Regions from separate parts of the Macaca mulatta genome. Here region 1 is linked to region 2. A link is a contact called in public Hi-C data. All regions are on one chromosome and are shown on one strand. Each heading gives the region's core, a stretch centred on a gene start, on an enhancer-like site or on the middle of the called end of the contact. The rest is flanking DNA. Distances are from core to core; before and after follow the strand shown.

Region 1 (3,460 bases), core at 290-2,789, 220 kb after region 2:
CCGGGTTCAAATGATTTCATGCCTCAGCCTCCAGAGTAGCTGGGGCTACAGGTGCGTGCCACAACACCCGGCTAATTTTTTTTATTTTTAGTAGAGACGGGGTTTCACCATATTGGCCAGGCTGGTCTCGAACTTCTGACCTCGTGATCCACCTGCCTCGGAGGGGGGCATCTTGCTTACATTGCCCAGGCCGGACTGGAACTCCTAGGATCAAGGGGTCCTCCCAATTCAGCCTCCCCAGTAGGCCTAGCCATCACACTTTGCCTGAATTAGACTTTTAAAAATCTAAATTAACCTACCAAAATAACTGGTAATCAAGCCAATAATTAACAGAAATACTTAAAATCTGACAAAAACAATGCAAGCCTACAGCATGTAAGACAGTAGATCTTCAAAAACGTGTACCATGCCAAACTTTCTCCCTACATGGAGACCCCATGCTGCATAGAAAGTTAAGTTAGGGATCTTTTAGGTAGTTACCCATATTCTTCTGTTTCAATTGATGAATTCAACTACGGTTCCAATGTAATTTGGTAAAATATTTTTATAGGTCCTATACAAATGGCAATGTAAAATGGAGCAGTCAGATAATTTTAAACCTAATATACAGAAATAATTTTAAAAATCACTGTCAGTACAAGCCCATTATAAACCTGTACTGTTTACAATCTGTGAGATTATGGGTGATTTCTCCTATTATTATTTATTAAGAGCCAACACGGTACCTTTCCATACTTTCCAAATTTTCTACAAAAAGCATATTTTTTCATGATTATAAAAGTTTTGCAAGTACCTATAAGTCTTATAACTTTCACACACATAACAGGAAACCAGGAATAACCTGTAATCACATTTCTCACAAAACATAAATATCTGACTTACGGTATCAAACTGTAAGTACTAACATTTTCCAACATTAATATCAGAACAAATCATTTTATTTCTAAAATTTAGTATGTGTCCCATTTCCTTCAGGTATTTATTAGAGTAGCTGGCACTTAAAGAGGACTTAAAATCCTCTTGCCAACCATTATCTGGATCTCTTTAAGTGGAACATTTTCGTACCGAACACTGAAGCATAAAAATATTTCCTCTGGCGGCGGGGGGTGGGGGGGAGGACAGACCTTTGTAAAAGACGTTTTTATAACTGTGAGTGTTTATCTAGAAAACTTAGCATCGCAAAGATGCGATGGGGCTTTCTCCAAGGCAGACCACGCTTAGAGACAAGATACAATACAAGGGGGCTGGGCTGAGCAACCGGCAGGTGATGAAATTTCACCTCAAATAAGACGCAAAAGGTTGTTCTCGAGCAAGTCAGATCCATGAATGACACTCTAGGAGTACCACGGGCTCTCTTGGTCCCGCACTCTCTGCACCCCAATTCTCACCCTGGCCGCCTTCTCCTCCCCATTCCCCCGCCACTACCGGGATTCTGAGGTACTCGGTATGGGACGCGGGGAAGCCAAAGCTGTTTGCAAACAGGCGTCATCTACCTCCCTCTGGGATGTACGTGCAGGGCCCAGGCTAAGAGGCTGCGCTCGGCCCGGGCCCGTGCAAACCCGAAAGGCGGCCGTGCTCCTGCCGGCCCCCAGCTCCACACACCGGGCCGCGCCGGAACCGAGGCCGGGGCGAGGGCTTCCCAACGGTGCGGGGCCTAGTCGCCCCCCACGGCCTTCAGCCTCCCGGGGGACGCAGGCAGAAAGGGCTGAGGCCCCAGGACCGCAGAGTGGGGGAGGCGGCCGCAGTGGCAGGACGCCCCGTCCGCCCGGCCCGAAGGCTGCCGCCAAGGCCCCCACAAGCGGCGGGAGGCGGGCGAGCCCCGGACCGCGCCGCGCCACACTCACCTCGAGCAGCGGCCGCCTCCGCTTCAGCATGGCCAGGGGGGTCGTCCCTGAGCCGAAAGCCTCCTCCGGAGGGCACCGGCGCGGCCCCAGGCGCCACCGCGAAACCTCCCACTCCTGTAGGAGCTGCGGTAGCTGCGGCTGCGGCTGCTACTGCTACAGCTGCTGAGGCCCGGCACCCGCCCAGCCGCATCGGCGCCCGGGCCGCGGCAGCCACGCGGATCCCGGAGGAGCGCCGCCGAGCCAGGCCGGGGGCGCAAGGCTGCGGCGGGACGACCGAGGTGCAGCAGGCGAGGATCCTCAGCGAAGCCTCCAGCGTCGGGTGGCCGCTCCTGCCGCCGGCGCCGCTGGGCCACAGCGCCCCCTGGACCCCACGTCCGGCTACGGCGTCGGGACTGCGGCGGCCGCGCCGGGCACGAGCCGCAGGGAACGCTAAGGAGCGCGGCCTGGGGGCGGCGAGGGCCCCGCGCTCCCTGCGCAGCCCGCGGCCCGCGGCCGGCCGGGGACTCCACTTCCCGGGAACCGGAAGCCCCTCAGTTCCCACCAAACCCTTGACGTTCCCCGCCCCCCGCCAGACCCGAGCACCTTTTCCTTCTCTCCCGAAGGTACGTGAACGTTCTTGTCACTCGGACCCGCACCTGAGAGCAGGAATGTAAGGGAATCCCTTCGTTTGTCTCTCCCGGCTTCGGGGGTGGCGGGGAGACCCCGTTCTAATCCCTTTAATGCGTCTGGATGAAAGAAGAGTGACCCAGAACAAACCTTTTTTTCAAACATATACACACTCCTCTCCCAAAACAGACGAAGGAATTGTCTTTGACCTTAACTTTTTTTTTTTTATCCACTGTGTAGATCATTACAGAAATTTTCTACAGATACCAACCAAACCCTTAACACCTAAACCACCACCCCCACAAAACAAATATGAAAATATATATGTATATATATGCCCAGCCAGAGAAGAGAATAGCCAAAGGGTTGTCCTGAAATTCATAAACAACTTAAAGGTAAGCAAAGAATCACCCATCTTTTACTAACACCCTCCCCGTCCCAACCTCGTCTCTCCCACCTCCACCCCTCATCCCAGCCGAATCCTAGTAATGCTCTGAAGGAAGGAAATTATTACACAGTGGGGGCTATGGAATCATTCTGTTTACAGATGCCCCATATTTGATCCCAATCAGCCTCTAGGGTGCAAACGTCAGAACCAAAAACAAACAAGACTGTCAAAGGGGAAGTAGGGAAAGATAATTCTCCAAATCCTCTGATCCCCAAATTTTCCAAATACACTTTTTTGACAGAGTGGTGGTATATTAGAATGTGTAGTGACTTTGGTGTCAGACGCATACTGACACTACCAGTTCCAGTTCTGTCATCTATAGCTTTATGACCCTGGGCAAGTTATGTAACATTTTTGAACCTCAGTTTTCTCCTGCCTGCCTTGCTGGTTGTTGTGCAGATTGGAGATAAAGAGACTGGCCCATAGAAGATACTCAATAAATGCTAGTTCCAATTTTTATTGGTTCCAGTTCTTTTTCTTAGGCTCAATTTTGTACTCATCTGTTTTTGTTTCTCATTCTCTGTGTGTGTGTGTGTGTGTGTGTGTGTGTGTGTGTATGTGT
Region 2 (3,367 bases), core at 188-2,687:
TTTTCCCTTAGCCTTAAAATAGATCCCACATCCCTCCCTTTCTCACTGTATATACTCCCTTCACATTTATCTTACTGTATGCTAGTATTTAATTATCTGCCTTCTTAGAAGTTCCAAGGGCTAATCTTGAGACAGACAGACCAAGCCTGGAGACACAGCTGCAAAATTCCAAAGGTTACTTCAAGGTGGCTAGTCAACAGCGGGGCCATTGTGGAGATGAGACCAGCCCACACTCCAGGTAGGCTGGGACCCAAGATAGCCACCAGAACAAGACACACAGACGTTGTACTCTGTACAATTCTTGCATGCTTCCCATACCACATTTTCCTTTTAAGCCCTTCTCTTTCCCCCCAAAATCGAAGTGGTTACTTTAGATGGGAATCTGGCCACTTCCCCATTACTCCTCTCTCGGTTTTTTTGTTTTAGTTTGAGACAGGGTCTCACTCTGTCACCCGGATTGGAGTGCAGGTGATAGCTCATTGCAGCTTGGACCTCCGGGGCTAAAGCGATTCTTCTGCCTCAGCCTCTCCAGTAGGTAGGACTGCAGGCACGCACCACCACACCCGGCTAATATTTGTAATTTTTTGTAGAGACAGGGTTTCACCATGTTGCCCAGGCTGGTTTCGGACTCCTGAGCTCAATCTCTTGTTAACTGGACTCTGCAAGCCACAGGGAGAAACCTGCATTCCTTAGAAAACTAGACTAGAGCATATTTACCGATGTTAAAGAGGTTGGTTTTGTATTTCCCTGGGCAAATAATTCTGAGCCTCCGTTTCTTCTAGAGATGATGTCCATCTTGCAGGATAGAGAACTGGTATAAGCTCCATTATGATAAGTGACTGACACAAGCTTGGCAGAAAAGGGGCACACTCCATTTCTCTCCTTATGCCATTTGATTGCACAGCAGGGCATGCGAGTGAGAACTTAGTGTTAGACTCTCTGAATTATTTAAGATGTGCAGCTGGCTCTGCCTGTCTGAAGTTTTCAACGGACCGGAAAATGATACTTTCAGGTGCTGAATTATTAAGAAAAATATGGTGGCCCCATTTCCATTTCCCCAGACTTCAAGGACATGGACAAGCAGGCGAGCCCCGCCCCTGTCTCGCTTCCAGGGCGGAGCTTGGGTAGGCCCCGCCCCCTTGCTCGGTGGGGCGGGGCCAGGGCTCGAGGCGGGGTAGGTCCAGCGAGCAAGCGCTCAGCGCCTTGGGCTGCGTGAGGGAGGAGGCTCGGCGGAGAGGCTGCAAGTGGGCGAGGGCTGGGCCCCGCGACCTCATTTGAGCCTGCCAGTGGACGCCCGGGCGGAACCGCCCAGCGCTCTTGTCCCGCGCTACCTGCCCGAACGCGCCTGCGCACTGCGAACCCCGCCCTGGTGTCACCTGTCGGAGCCTGAGGGGGCTGTGCACATGCGCACTGCCGGCCGTCGGCTAGTGGGGTCACGTGTTGCGCGCGAGCCGCCTCCCCGGCGGGCGCTTCCTGTCGCTACCGCTGCGGCCCAGGGCCCGCGGGAGCCCAGGGCGGTGCCGGCTGGGAGAAGGCCGGGGTTTGGCTGGGATTCACCGCGAGGTATGCCGCGTCCCCGCCCCTCGGCGTGGGGAGCTCCGGGGGACCGCGGGGGAGATGGAGGCGGCGCGGGCGGGGCAGGGCGGCGCGTCCCGCAGCGCGGGAGTGGGGGTCCCGTGTCGCCTCCCCCTACGGACTCCGTTGCCCATCTCTCCTGAGGCCAGGCTCTGTCATCGGGGCCGCAGCCTTGGAGTGTCTGACTGGCCTCGCTTTCACCTGAGCCGGGGTCACTCCCGGGGCCCTGCCGCTAACCTAAGTCCCGAAATCTGACACTGAGAGTCTCCCGGAGCGCCAGCCAGCTCCTCTGCCCGCTCCCCGCCGCCCCCACGCCCGTCAGCTGGTCTCCCCGCCTGGGCTGTGGCGAGATGCGCCGGCTTCCTGCCTTCCCCTACCTCTTGTGCACCTACCCTTTGCCGCCAGAGTGGGGTTTCTGAAACACCGATCCGATCCTGCCACTTCTTTCCCAGCGCCCTCAGAATAATGCCCAAACACTTTTCGGCTTAGAGGTTTTCATGTTGTGCCGCTTCCATCTCGGCTTGTGCATTCCAGCCTCACCGCTTATGCCCCAGTCATACCAGGCCTCAGGTTCCCTTGTACGAGCCAAGCTGCTCCCCACTTCAGAGCCATCAGGTGTTCCCTCGGCTAGGAATCCTCTTCCCCTCTTTCCTCCAACTTATTTGCGTGACTCAGCCCAGGCATCACCGCCTCGAAGGAGGCGGCTTTTCTCCCAGTGCTGAAGAAGGGGTCACCTCAGGGCACCCATAGCCCCTGGGGCAACCCCGTGTAGTCCACCTCCACCATATACATGGTCCTTGAGGGCTGAGACCGTCTTAGATTCATTTCTGCGCTCCCAGTACCCATCACACAGTCTGACGCAGGAGGTCCTGTGAATGACTGTGAGATCTTTATGGGAATCAGAATGCTGGGACAGCTTTCTCCAGAGCACAGCTGTGAGATGGAACTTTGATGAAGTGTCCTTGGATGATGAAAATGTTCTGTGTGTGTGCTGTCTGGTCATAGCCCCTTGCCACATATGGCTGTTAAGCACTTGGAATGTGTCTGTTGTGGCTGATGGACTGGATTTTTAGCTTTATTTCATTTTAATTCATTGCAATTTAAAATTAAATAGCCAGCTGTAGCTTCCATAAACACAGCTTTAGAACCTTTCTGAATTCTACCCAGCCTTCCACCCACCCTGAACCTAGAGTACTTCCCTGAATGTGCTTTTTAAATTTGAGTCCGTTCAGAACACTCCCCAGTAAACCCATTGACAGGTGATCCCCATCCCTCCCATGGCCTGTGCTGCTTCAGTGCTTTAATTAAAGGTAATCCATCCTTTGGTGTTCAGCATTGCCTTCTTTGGGAGTTTACTATCCACACCTTACCACAGGTAGCACTGTTGGGGGCGGGGCTTATGGGCTACTCCAGCCTGAATCTCTGTAACTGTTCCATAGGTATCTAGGCTGCCACGATGCCAGGGCCAAGACCTCGGAAGGGCCCTCAGGCCAGAGGCCAAGGGGTGGCCGCTGCCAAGCAGGTATGGAACTTAGCCTTCTAGGCTACTGGGTCGGTTTGGGGATGAGAGTCCCTAGACAGCTTAGGCAAACTGGATCACATGTAGTTCCCCCATTAGTTCAGAGACTTGGAGCAGTGTCTCCTGGAGGTGGCAGAGCCCTTAGGCACCCTCCTACTAGTCCCTGTCACACACAAGTGGGGAGAGGGTTCAGGAATCACCAAAGTTTAGGATGTTCTGATGGGACCTCAGTGCTCTCATGGGTTCCTCAGATAGGGTCACAACTTTGCTTGT

What was found. A called contact is a pair of places that touch in the nucleus more often than the background predicts.
Region 1: a Hi-C map of liver shows a contact between it and region 2, with 1.6 times the contacts expected there. The contact joins the enhancer-like site here to the promoter of CC2D1B in region 2. A contact is called at or near these places in 3 of 14 Hi-C or Micro-C datasets (fetal cortex germinal zone, fetal cortical plate and liver).

Annotation. Positions count from the first base shown.
Region 1 is chr1:188,508,627-188,512,086 of T2T-MMU8v2.0, forward strand. The region is part of intron 1 of LOC144333411 (a long non-coding RNA gene); the gene reads right to left. Among named protein-coding and RNA genes, the nearest start is that of ZFYVE9, 67 kb to the left of the region's middle. Within about 2 kb of position 1,540, at least 20 of the 40 cell types and tissues checked have an H3K27ac peak or open chromatin away from gene starts, as enhancers often do. A contact at or near this core is called in liver, where this site is marked.
Region 2 is chr1:188,287,406-188,290,772 of T2T-MMU8v2.0, forward strand. It overlaps CC2D1B (coiled-coil and C2 domain containing 1B), which reads left to right and starts at 1,438. Exons shown (of 24, transcript XM_077957098.1): 1 at 1,438-1,563; 2 at 3,015-3,097. The coding sequence starts at 3,032.